2 separate regions of the Danio rerio genome follow, and region 1 is linked to region 2. Evidence: chromatin contacts called from public HiCAR-type data. All regions are on one chromosome and are shown on one strand. The core of a region is the stretch at or near the end of the contact, and the rest is flanking DNA. Distances in the headings are between cores, read along the strand shown.

What was found. HiCAR-type assays count read pairs that join an accessible place to other places.
Region 1: a contact with region 2 is called in a HiCAR-type map of caudal fin, with 5 times the contacts expected there. The contact joins two enhancer-like sites. A contact is called at or near these places in 9 of 18 Hi-C or Micro-C datasets (caudal fin, embryo, fibroblasts and 3 more) and 1 of 4 datasets of contacts at active chromatin or transcription factors (caudal fin).

Annotation. Positions count from the first base shown.
Region 1 is chr8:25,450,103-25,456,941 of GRCz12tu, forward strand. It overlaps wasb (WASP actin nucleation promoting factor b), which reads right to left. Exons shown (of 12, transcript NM_199938.1): 12 at 4,399-4,628. The coding sequence ends at 4,573. It also overlaps a transcript of sema3gb not described here. Among named protein-coding and RNA genes, the nearest start is that of wasb, 20 kb to the right of the region's middle. Within about 2 kb of position 4,054, at least 2 of the 62 cell types and tissues checked have an H3K27ac peak or open chromatin away from gene starts, as enhancers often do. A contact at or near this core is called in caudal fin, where this site is marked.
Region 2 is chr8:25,349,125-25,356,117 of GRCz12tu, forward strand. No RefSeq gene overlaps it. Among named protein-coding and RNA genes, the nearest start is that of gpr173, 42 kb to the left of the region's middle. Within about 2 kb of position 5,532, at least 2 of the 62 cell types and tissues checked have an H3K27ac peak or open chromatin away from gene starts, as enhancers often do. A contact at or near this core is called in caudal fin, where this site is marked.

The DNA.
Region 1 (6,839 bases), core at 2,804-5,303, 100 kb after region 2:
TTACATGAATGACTGCTGTTTAAATACCTTTAGACATGGTAAAACATGGTATAGAGGGGTTGAGTTTAGAGTTTGCAGATTCAGTTGGGAGTGTCTAAACCCTCAAACCGTAAAATACAGCAGTGGAAAGAACTTTCTGGAGCATTTTAAGATGAACGTATGCACAAGACTATAATTATAGGACAATATATCTTTTGACCATAAACGTTTTGTTTTTTTTGGATTTACATTTGCCTTTTTTATAGAGTTTCTATAGGAATGGACAACTAGGAGTGACGTTTAAGCATAAAACTACTATTCACATTGAAATGTGCATTTAAACTACTTATTTACTTGATTATTTTTAATTTAATTTAATTAATCAATAACTAAATTCTATCAATGTTTAAGTATCACTTTTAGTCCTCCAGGCATATGAGCTATAATTTTAGTCTTGATCTATGACAGGAAAAAAACCCTCAATATTTTAGTTTGATGTGTAACGGTTAAACTAAATGCTCCAGATCAAACTTACTGTGCTATAAAAAAGCAACAACAGTATTGGTCATTATAAAAAAAACATGCATTTAAAATGTTTCTACTTGTCAAATTATCAAATAAAATGTATATAAAATAGATAAATCTTGCAGTAAAACATGCAGCTATGATTCCAGAATTTTTGTTACCATGATTGGATCATTGCCTTCATTAGGACAAAACTGTGGACCAAAATGAAAGACATCTGCAAAACTCAAAATCCCTTTTTAGTCAGCATTAGCTGTATCTATTTGAAAAAGACTTCTGATACAAACTTCACACCGACATTAACAATCTTTAAATGTGAAGGCAACCAAAATGCGAGTCATTTGTGTCTCGTATAACAAATGTTGATCCTCCAACAGCTATGAGCAAACCCATCGTCCCTGATTTGCTGTATATACAGTTTTTTTGTTCAGCCTGGTCTCTTCTGTCTTTGGGACTCTGTTGATAGTCGGACCACTAAAAACATTCTCACTCTCAATCCATAATCGACACATTTTTGTATTCTGCTGTTTTGTTAATGGTGAAATGTGGTCATGTTGTTGCTCGTGTATAAACACAGTATCTGTGCTTTGTGTTGTGTGACAATGACACATGTACATAGAAAATGTATGTATTGGACTAGTCACTGTTCAGGATTATAAACTAACCTCCTTTCTTTCCCTCTCTCTCTCTCTCTCTCTCTCTCTCTCTCTCTCTCTCTCTGCCACACCATGCAACATATTTATTGTGAGAGTGTACATATTCATGTGAGTTGTGCTCTTTGGTGGTGGGACAGGGCTGATTTTGACAGAAAATGTAATTGTTTGTATTGTTTATTAACAGGACCAGGACACATGGAGAGATGCTGAGAAAAAAAAAGAGGTAGATGTTTTTGGAGTTTATTTAGTTTTTTTTTATATTATAACATTAAAATTAACCTTGAGGAACTACAAAAGTTTGTTTTATCAGCAGAGATGAAATATAAACCGATAAATGGTTGTTGCTAATCATTTTTTGGACACACAATGCAAATAGAAGTCAGAAATGTCTACCTCTTCAAGCACTTTCTATGGAATGTCGCACCAAACTAAAGGACAAAGGCGAGGAAAATGTGTTGTGTAATTTCCTTCTGAGAACATATACTTTGTCTAGTCCTCTAATGTCATCATTTTGAAAGCGTAAGTGATGGATTTTCTTCATTGGATTGGTTGGAGGAGTATTTATAATGACTCTGTGTGTGAAATTTGCTCAATGAAACGCTCAGTGGTTTGTAACCCCAGACATGTTATCTGGTCTTGAAGGGTGGAGGACAAGCTATTCTCAAAGTCCAAACCGCACTTCTTTCCTCTCCACAGTAAACGTATTGTGCAGAACGTCATCTGGGTCTCTAAGGAACATTTAATGCCACATTGACTTTCTTTGTCCTGTTGTGTCTTTTCTTTGGTGTTGAATGTTGAGCTAAACAGAAACTTCCTAATTGTGGTGGCTTCTCAAAATATTTCCTCTTTGTATTTACAGATGTTAGTGTAGGTTCACGTTAATGTGATTGTTTGTGATAAATATTATTTTATTATCATGGTATTCTGGGGTTCGGGAGTTCTAATAGGTGTTTTTTAAAGCAATAACAATAAACTGCTGTTTTTGTTTTTATCTGTTTATTTATTTTTCAGTTTGTTTGTTTGCACTGTATACTCAAAAATGTTTTGTTTTTTTTTGCTTGTTCAAACTACTTATTTAAAAACAACACAACTCTTCATATTAAATTTGGACAACTTAATTTTTTATGTTCAATTCACATAAATTTGTTAAAAGTGTTAAGTTTATTTAATTGATTTGTGTTAGGACAACATGAAGGAATTGTGTGGTCAAAAATGCAGGGTTCCACACAATTCCTTCATGTTGTCCTAACACAAATCGATTAAGTCAACTTAATTGTTTTTACAAACTTAAGTTAATTGATCATTGCAATTAAGCTGTTCCCCCAAAAATTTCACGATTTGTGTTGATTCAGCTCATTATAAAGTAGTTTAAACAATCAGAAAAAAAATATTTTATTTGAGTTTTTTTGGCCACCCAAATTTATATATAGACATAACTAAAATTAAGTTATGGAAACTAGCCAAATTAAGTTGTGGAAACTGAAAAAGTTGTGCTAAAAACCAGTTATGACAACCAATAATTAAGTTAATGATTAGAAAAATTAAGTTGGGATAGGCGTAACTTAAAATGTGGTTGCAAAAAAAGTTAAATTGTGATAACTAATAAATTAAATTGTAAGAATCAAGAAAAATTTAATTGTCAAAAGTAAAAAGAAATATTAATGCAGTTATATAAAAATAAGTTCATAGTTAGCTTGAGAAAGTGAGTCACATGACCAAAAAACTGTGACGTTATATGTGTCCATATGCGGATTTATTTTTGTTTAAACTGTTGTAAAAAAATCAACTCATTTGTGAATTAGAAACTGCACTCTTGCTTGTGTGACGTCAGATAACAATTTCATAAAAATACATAAAAACGCTATTTATTAAACCCAATGGTTGTTAAAAATATTTGGCGCCTTGTTGGGTTATTTTTAACTTTTATTGAGTTATTTACTTTATCAGTCAACTGATTGAACATACAGGACAGCTGTCTTAATATGTGTGGGTAATGTTGTTTTTGCGTTATAAAGTTATAAGCTCTAACGCAAAAAAAAATTTATTTGTTAATAAAATACCTCTCCGTGTCGTGTTTTTGTATTTCGCACTCATAATTATTGATGACACAAACGCGCGATCACTATAAAACGGATAAAAACGCTTTCTCTACCTCCCATTATAGTCGCTACAGTTTTGAAGAAAATGATACAAATATTTGGGATATTCAGTTCAGTTGTCATCCTTACCTGCAGCACCCAGACATCAACCCGGCGTAGCATCCAGTTGGTGAATATTGCCTTTTTATTAAAAACACTGTCCTTTCACTAATACAATTACAACAAAATAATTTTTTGTCCAACAAAGAAACAAACGGTTTCTGATTCTGTCGCCATGTTTTCTATTATGACTGATAAACATGAGAAAATACATGCTTAATCTTCGTGAAAAACTAGGCCATTTAGAGACGTCGTCCATTTCAAATTCCACTTTGAGAACCCAGCAAGCATTTTGTGTGTTTTTTTTTTTAAGATGTCTAATAGACATCTTAACATAGTCGGCTCAGCTAAAAGAAGGATAAATTTGGGCTTTCGATGAAAATCTAATATACGTAAAACTAGACTATTAAATATACTGAAATGAATGACCACATATAGTCTGTCTAATCTGCCGACTTTTGTGCTATTAAACGTCCATTAGATTTTTACTGACAGCTCAAGTTTTTCCTTGTTTAAGCCAAGCTGTATATGTTTAGATGTTTATTAGACGTCTATTAAACACAAAAATGTTTGCTGGGAGGCCTTATCAATCTAATTAAATTAATATAAACATACTTTTTATTTTAAACCCTTGTTATCCTGTGTATTTTCATGCTAGTCCTGTAGGGGGAGGTCCCATGTAAGCCTCCGATTTTCAGCACATGGCTGCACAAAAGTTGATCTATCTTACTTTGACAAGAATAACATTAATAGGTTTGTAGTTAAGGGAGAGATATTTTGGAACCAAACAGTTGCTGAGTTAAAAGTATGTGCACGGAGGAGGAATCATACAACATAAAGCTGTGGTTAGGCTTGGCAATGCTACAGTTTGGATGAAATCTTACACCAATCCTGCTTTGGCCTAACTTAAGTTCCGTCTTCAAAAAAATGTACTTAAACTGAACTTTTGCTGAGCTACTGTGAAGTGAAAGCAGGATGTGAAGACAAACCAGCCTTTGAAACAACTGAGACGCCGCAGACAGGCTTGAAATCTAGTCAAGTTTGGTTTATGCTGCTTTATTGGATTTCTAGCAGATCAGATTCAGCGCTACTTTAATCTGGAATAACCTCAGGATTTCATGCCTTTTGTTTAAATAATTTGTGTGGAGAATCAGCTTTATCATCTCGTTGTTTTGATTTAGATGCTATGTGTGAACCAGTAGCAGTGAGAAGCATTAGTCATCCCATTCATCATCTTCTTCTTCTTCGCCCCCATCATCCTCTTCGTCTTCTGAAGAAAGCAAAAGATCAACATTACTACACTGTGAACAAAATATATATGATCAATAAATCCTGACAGCATATATTTTAGATCATTGAAGCTTATTAAACTAAGTTGATCAAGTTCTAACTTAATTTTATAAGCTTTGCAAGCTGTTTTAGGTCAGTTTAACTTAATATAAGTTCAATGGACTCCTAAGGTTAATTTAATTCAGCTTAAAAATTTAAGGCAACCAAGAATTTTTTTTACAGTGTATCGGAATTATGAGCAGATACAAACATTTAAAGAAAGTAGTAGGGCTGTTTGCATATGTATAGACATAAAAATTATTTTTTTTCATAAAAAGATAAATAAATACATAAACGTAATATATGTAAGGGATAGTCAATGGATTACCATGCGATTTTAAATGACAATACAGAAGCAAAATATTAAAATCCATTAACCCATAGCAAGCTGTTGATTATCTTATTAACTCCATGGTAATTTGCTAAGTTATAAACACATTAAAGCTAGTTTTGCATAATGTGTGACAAAATTTTGGTCAATTATGACATGTTAGATCTCCTAGTCCTTACATTAAATCAGCAATCACATATAGACAGAGAGGGAATATGCGTCTGAGAGAGAGAGATCATGCAAATTAGTGTTTCTCAACCACGTTCCTGGAGGAACACCAGCTCTGCACATTTTAACCAATAACCTGATTCAGATCATCAGCTCATTAGCTGAACAACTGAAGGAGCTGTAATGTGTGGAACAGACAAAGGACACATCCAAAACATGCGGTGTCAATGGTCTTCCAGGAGCGTGGTTGAGAAACAATGATGTAAATGACACTGGCATATCTTCGTCAACTGACCGAGCTGCTATGGTTACTATTAAGTATTGAGGAAAGTGTTTACTTCAAATTGGGATCAGAACTGACTGGAACAACCTGTGCATTGGATGATTTTATTGCACACCTTCCAGCCAATAAGAATCAAGAATTTCAACAGACCTTGGAATTCACTCTCTTCAAAGTTTATTCATGTCATGAACTAAATCAATTTTGTTAAAGATTTGTGAATTTAGCACAATTGCAGAGACATTGGTTCTGTATTTTTAAGGGAAAGTGAAACAGCAATGGAAAACCCATTTAAGTTAAAAGGGGGCTGCTTAATTTTTGCAGTGGTGGTGGGAAAATCTGTCAAGAACAGACTAAATGCTACAGTCATAAATGGGGTTGGGCAAAGATACATTGAAATGTATTTTAAAATCAAATACAAAAATACTTTGTTTAAGTGTATCAAAAAAAAACTACAAAACACAGCAACATGTAAAATACAGTATTTTTGTGTTTTAAAAATACCACAACATTTTTTAAAAGGAGCATGATATCAGTCCCTATACTATTAAACTGACTCTTCAATACTCTTGAAGAGAGTATTTTTCTATTTTGTTGATAAACTCTTCATATACTATATCCTGCTCCTGTCAGGTTTTAGGAGATTATTAAACATGTTTTATATGTTGTGTCACTTTGACATCTTTAGGCATAACTATTTCCTCTTCATTTACTATGTGCAATTATAACTGATGTTCAACCTTACTGCTATTCAAAACAGTTAATGAAGTATTGTTGGTAAGCGCCACTGTGGAACTTACTTTTATGTTGATTGTTTTAAAGACAAACGTTTGGCATTAGCAGTCCATATTATTTGCACAGTATACTCTTTCTCCAAATATTTTGTATTTTTTCAGGTATTCTTTAAATGGAAGAGTTAATTATGTCCAAAGCATCTATAGATCATTTTGAGAGATGTACACAATAACAATAGTCCTAATATATTTCCTGTTATACATTTAATTATAATTTCAAGTTAATTTCTATAGCTTTCTGGCATTCAAAACGTTTTAAATATTGATACATAATGTTATGGTGCTGTTTTAACGTAAAGTTATGGTTGGATTCCCCTTTTTACAGTTATGAAATAGTTTGACAATAAACAGGAAATGTTCAACGGCATTACCACATTAAAATGGTCTCTATGAGGTCACCATGTAGACGTCTTACAAAGTATTTTACAGGATTTTAAAAATACACAAATACAAGACACTAAAATATTTTGAAACAAAATATGAAGCCATCTACATTAACCCTATCAAATACAAATACTTATTTTGTATTTAAAATACGTATTTGAAATACTTGTATCATAAAAACTGCCCATCCCTGGT
Region 2 (6,993 bases), core at 4,282-6,781:
TTGTCTTCCAGCTTGATGGGAACATATCCATCCCTCATTGTGCTCCTCTGCCACCGCAGGCTTTTGTTCACCATAACATTCCTGTGCCACTATGCCATTGATGGTGGTTGGCACTGGATTCTGATGAAAAATGAATATTAGTTTTCTGGATATGTGTGAAGCCGCCTTGATGTGGCAGTTGTAGTCTAGAGCAAAATTTAGTTTTTTGGATGATTTCCAATTAAAACCACGTACTATATTAATAATTGCTTAGATAGTTTTGTTTTAAGTAAGAAAAAGCATCGTTAATTTTCATATGGTTACTTACATAAACATGCCAATATATAATACAGATAGTTGAATTGTTTTATAATCTTACCTGTAGGTCTACGTCATCATTCACGACACGCCTCATTACGCGAATTATCATAGCTGGGCCCTACTTCAGTTTTACGATAAATAGTGCTGGTTAGTGTACAAAACCGTGAACTTGTGGTTGACATAGTATAAGGCATTTTTGGGTTTTATATGTAACACAAATATGGTTAATTTTTGTAGGGCAGTAAAGTTTATGAAAAACGTAAAATAAACAAAAACGAAAGTTCTTCGTCACTTCTATCGGGTAAGTAAAGCACAAGATGGCCCCAAGCAGCTGTCTTTCAGTGTGCAGTAGCGCGGTGTGACGCTAAAATATAGTTATGTCAAGTTTCGATGCACTTAAAAACGTGCTGATCAAAATTTTCTCATAAGGAGTCATTTATCTACAAATAAGTAAGTACAAACAAATACTCTGCTTTCTTTTGTTAATTTGTCTGTTTCTTTTTGGCATAATATTTGGCTGACAGTGACAACTAATCACAAAAAGCTTCTTATTGTCCAAACATTAATCTTAATTGTAAAGTTATTAGGAACTACATTAGAAACTAGCCTAAAAAATGATAAATAGCATCAATACCCTGTAATTGAATCTCAAAACGTTTAGAATATTATGGCTGCATCTGAAGTTAGGCTATATAAAGCAAGCAGGCAAAACAGTATTTGACAAAAATATAGGCTATCTCTGAATTCACAGTAGGCTACTCTTGGAAAAGTAAACAAAAAGTTCTGTTGGCACAAATGCCCTGTTGATGCCAAAGTCTAAGAAGAATGGCCAGACTGATTCGAACTGATAGAAATTATACTCCTTTACCACTTATTACAATCGAGGTACGCAGAAGAGCACTTCTGAACACACTACATGTCGAACTTTGAGGCAAATGGGCTACAGCTGAAGAAGACCACACCGGGTGCCAACTCTTTCATCTTAGAACAAGAAACTGATGAAACAGTATGTTGTATTTGCACAGGCTCACCAAAAGTGGACAATAGAAAACAGAAAATATAAAACAATGGAAAATGTTGCCTGGTCTGATGAGTCTCGATTTCTGCTGCGAAATTCAAATGGTAGGGTCAGGATTTGGTGTCAACAACATGAAAGCATGAAACCATCCTGTCTTGGATCAACGGTTCAGGCAGGTGCTGGTGGTGTTATGGTGTAGGGGATATTGTTTCCTGGCACACTTTGGGCCCATTAGTACCAATTGAGCATCGTGTCAAAGCCACAGCCAACCTGAGTTTTATTGATGACCATGTCCATCACTTTAAACCACAGTCTACCCATCTTCTGATGGCTACTTACAGCAGGATAATGCACCAAGTCATAAAGCGCGAATCATCTCAGACTGGTTTCTTGAACATGACAATGAGTTCACTGTACTCAAATGGCCTCCACAGTCACCAGAACTCAATCCAATAGAGCAAATTTGGGATGTGGTTGATTGAGAGATTCATATCATGGATGTGCAGCCGAAAAATCTGCAGTTATCATATCAATATGGACCAAAATCTCTGAGGAGTATTTCCAGTATACCTTGTTGAATCTATTCCATGCATGAAGGATTAAGGCAGTTTCTAAAGCAAAATTATATATATAATATTTATATATTTTTTGTTAGTCCCATAGCTGTTTAAAAAAAATGAAGGCAAAAATTCAAAATTCTCTGATCTGGAACGGCACAGATAAAAAAAAAAATCAATGTTTGTTTTTAAAATATGCTGTTTTTGATGTTTACCGAAGCTAAAGAAAAGGATATTCCCCTGATTTTACTGCACAGTTTTCCAGCTGTCTCTACGGGACTCCTCATGCCTGCTGATAATTTTATTGGTTCAGCACTGATCTGACAACATATTTCAAACACATTTTTTTTCACTTGTTTCCATGGCCTTGAGTCCTGCAGATGTATTATGATGAAAAATAAGCAGTTGACAGCCGCGGGCTACAGAGTAAGCTGGACCCTAATTACACCTGGAGCATTTCCTTCAGAACAGTCCTCATTACAGCGGCCTCTGGACAGCCTCACTGTTTCTGACAGCTGCCTCTCTCTGTGTCAGGTGCTTATTACTTGCTTTTCCTCCCCCTGTTGACTTCCAGTGCCAAACAGGTGTCTCAACCCCTGCATCCAGTGTGTTATACCACTGCTGTGTTTTCATTACCTGAGTCTCCCATAGAGAAATGCAGCGGAAACAGAGGATGCTATGTCTTTCGGGGACTTTCTGAAAAATTTTACAGCCAGAGAAAACATTCAGCTTTAATAGGCAGTGTCCTCTTTTAGTGTTTTTCCAGATGAGATAGTTGAGTGTAATCACAGCTCTATTCTTTACCCTCAAAATAGGTGTGCTTTGGTCGAAAGTGTGTCATCTCTGAGCTTTTTCCAGATGCAAATGTTATGAATGCAGAATGCTCTATAATTTTGGTTTCAAAGTATTGCATTGGAGTGCAGACACCTAAAATAATTCACGTGCATTTGAATAAACTGTGCTGGTTAACCGATTACTTGTCATCTGGATTACGTAATCAGATGTTAATACCTGTAATTATATTCCATTTTAAAATTATCATAATCTGAACACAGTTACTTTTTATGATTTATATACAAGGTGGGCCATTTATATAGATATACACTAATAAAAAGGCAATGGTTAGTGATATTAACATCCTGTTTGTGGCACATTAGCATATGTGAGGGGGCTTGTAAATAACTAATGAAAGAATAAAGTTATGTTTAAAACCAAGCACACCATTGTTTTTCTTTTGAAATTCCCAATAAGTTTATTAAGGTGTATCCATATAAATGGCCCACCCTTATTGCATATTATTGACCCAATAGCAGTAAACTATTAATAATTTATAGAATTTCAATAGTTCCTCTTTGTAACTTGCCAGTGGCCCACTGGGGGCCCATTTGAGATTACAATGTTGTTTCATCAGATTTTTTATTAACAAACTATTACTGTTATATTAATACTTATATTATTGAAATTATAAATTCCAAATTCATCAGTGAAATCCATTTTACAATTGCATTACTTTGAAACATTTTATGAGCTCTGCCCCCTTATGAACAGTATCAAGATGTACATGATTTATATGAGATATAATTATATTCATGTAAGATTCATTTGATCAAAAGTGATTATACTATTTTAAAAATAAAACCCAAGTGTGACAGAATAAAATACCTAAAATAAATAATTTTGTTGATTACATGATTATAAAAGTACTAAGCCATTTTTATTATTCAATTTGTAAGCACTCAATGTAACTCAATTGTTATCAATGACTGTTATTGGCCATGAAGGTCATCAGAACTCACCTCTGTTTACTGAGTGTAACCACAGATACAGGAGCACTGAAGCGTTGTTGAAACTTGTTTTTCTATAAGCTGACATATGAGGGATCTGCTGATGAATCGCATGATTTAAAACGCTCCAGTGTCCCTGTCTCTGTGGTTACACTCAGTAAACAGTGGTGAGTTCGGTCAACCAATGACCTTCACTGCCACTCACAGTCATTTCTGTTGAGCACATAAACACAATGCAAATTAGCACTATTTAAGAACGTGCTTCACAGCACTCAAATGTTAGCGGCAAATGGAAATTTTTGAATGTTTACAAATTTCAGTACCGATTAGGATCGAATTTCAGTATCGTGACTAGGCATGGGCCCGTATAAGATCTTCACGGTATGATAACCTTGGTTAAAAATGTCTTTACAGTATTGTAATCACTGCTATAAAATTGATTCTTTTTAAATGTCTGGGTAAAATACTAAAATGTTTTCCCCTTTGAACACAATATATTTTATTTTGAGAAACATTTAAAATATTTTGGAGGAGTAAACATGTCAGGATAAATAGTCCAAATGAATCATTGACTTCTGCTGTCTTCGTTTATTTCAAAAACACAGATTTTATTACAATTTAAATCGGCATCTTTAAATATCTTTTCTGCTGGAGACACTGTTGTTCTAAAAAATGAAGAAAAAAAATGTAATACAAAAATCTTACACATACCTTAGGAACAGTATATTAGAAAATTTTGGTGGTTTTAAAACCTTGACTTTTCCAAACCGCGGTATACCTTGAAAATGTTTATCGTCCCAAAAAATGCATAATAGTCACAAAAAATGTAATCAAAATGAGTGATGTATACATATACTTAAACCGCCAAGGGGTCACTGGATATCTCATGAGTTATAGCTTTGTCAAATTAATCAAGAAATTGACCTCAAGTAGCCAAAATTTTTCGTATGGAGCTAGACCTTAAAAATCTCTTCATCTGAAAAACAGATATCATGTCGGAAATCCAGTTCTGGAATGAAGGAGATGAAGATGATTTGCACTTGTTAAGCAAAAGTCGTTTAGCCACGACCATGCCTTGCATCTTGCTTTGTTTTGAGGGAGAGAAGACGTATTTTGTTAGAAGCCAAAGATGGCAAGGTTGGCATCTGGTAGAAAAGGTCTGCTATAAGCCTTGGAGTATCAGTCAAATATGTTTGTCCAAAATCTATTGAGTCAGGGACAGAGCCAAAAGGTGTGAGCAACTGTGTTCTCTGCTGTCTTGTATCTATCGCACATTGGTGAGACAGAAAGATTGTACAGTATGTGGCTTGGATTTAGAGTAGTATAGGCGATGTATGACCTTGAATTGAATCATAAGCATGACTATATTGAAGTCGAACAATTGTCCCATCTTATAGAGGATACTGTAACACAACTTTCAAATAAACACAAATTTAGAAATAAGATGTTTAGAATCAGGGGGGTTCGTAAAGGTATCATAAAACACATGTTTGTCTGGTTTTAAATTCGGAATTTTAGACTTCACAAAATAACAGAAAATGTGTATGAAAAGTTTGTGGTTAAACTCATCAAGGCAAATATCAGAAAGCACTGCACAATTTCTGATTCAGATCCAATTTGTTCCTCAGAACATGAGAGAAACTATTTCATCTAGTCATAAAGCACAAAAGTGAATGTCTCACACTTCATTATAGAGACAAGAAAGACTCACCAGGGAACTGGCCTTGTAGATTTTTTTCACCTCCGTCTCGTCGCTACCTGACAACTTCTCGTCTTGGAGACATGCAAACGCTCGACACAGAGCCAACGGCTGGTATGTTTGACAGGCCGGGACAGAGATAAGGAATAGCGTAAATGACACCCCTTCAACTAAACCACATCATAGAGAAGACGTAAATCACTCAGCACCTGTAAAACCTCATGCAAGCAGCTGCACTATAAAACTTCATCATTCTCATTTGCTGGGCAGAAAAGGCATTGGAAAGTGTCCCGAAAGTGAAATGATTTATCAGACACATTAACTGATTTGTGATTCAAAAGAGATGCTAAAACGTCCCCATTCACTAGAGTCTGGAAAAACACATGTATCCTGAATTTATTTGTTAATAATCTTTGTATGTGTCTCTGCTCTGTCAAGTGTTTCTGAGTTTGTACTGCTGTGGGCCCCACATTGGACATACCGACCGTAAAGCATCCGTATTCTCTGGTCTCAGCAGGAGGCCGCAGGCAGTAGTTTTCTGGTAAGTTCAGGACTCTTTCTTTACAATGTAAGCAGGATTATGAGGCTAAAGGCCACTCTTTACTTTTGGCCTGCCTGTCTATTTATCTTCCTAAAAATGGCTTTTTGCTAACAATACTCCCACACCTTCTTCAAATATGATCATTGCGGTTTTGTGGACTTTCCAAAAAGGATTTATTTATTTTTTTAATACACATGGTTTTATAATTTAAAAAAAAAAATTGTATTTATTTTTGTTTTGTATATGGATATAGTAGAACTTGTTATAAACGATAACATGTGCACTTTATTAATATGTGTCCATTTCATTATTTTGTAAAAATATATTTGCCCTCATGATCTTCAATCCAAAATCTTCCCCTTTGAAACAACTTCTCTTCACTTTTGGACACATGTAATGCATAGCTTCCTCCGTTTTGTTAGCAACTGCCATCTTCCAACAATCCAATTTGTTCCCAAAGGACGAAATCAAGCACCACCCTACATTTTTTTTTCTCGTTTCAGAAATAGTTTTAAGGGATGTACCGTTGACACCATCTAAATGCTGTTTCATTCTGACTTTAAAATCATTTATCTACACTGATGAAACACAATATGTTTATCACATTATATGGACAAGAAGCACTGCATTATATTATCTTTACCCGCGACATGTCTTTAAATTATTTTTATTTACCACAGTATTTTTAAATTGCTCAGCTGCTGGTCTTTGCAACTAAACTAAACGAATGCTGAGGTCTATTTAACTGACTCTATTTTGATTAAATCAACTTCAGTGTTGCCAGATTGGGCGGTTTTGAATTTGATTGTGTGTCAAACAAATCATCATTTCAAGAGTTGCCAAGTGAATTATTTTTAGGCTTACCAGAATTACTGGAGACACATTGGTGCACAGCTAATTGATATTCTTAAAACTAACAGAATGAAACCAACATCTTCAATACTATGGTTTAATTTCACAGGAAATTTAATGCAAAGAATTTATAAACTATTTAAATATCATTTTTAAACAAATAAATCTAAAATATATAGGTGAATGCAATCTACAGAACAATTAGTGCAGTTTTGTGATGTGATCCAATTATGTTGTAATTG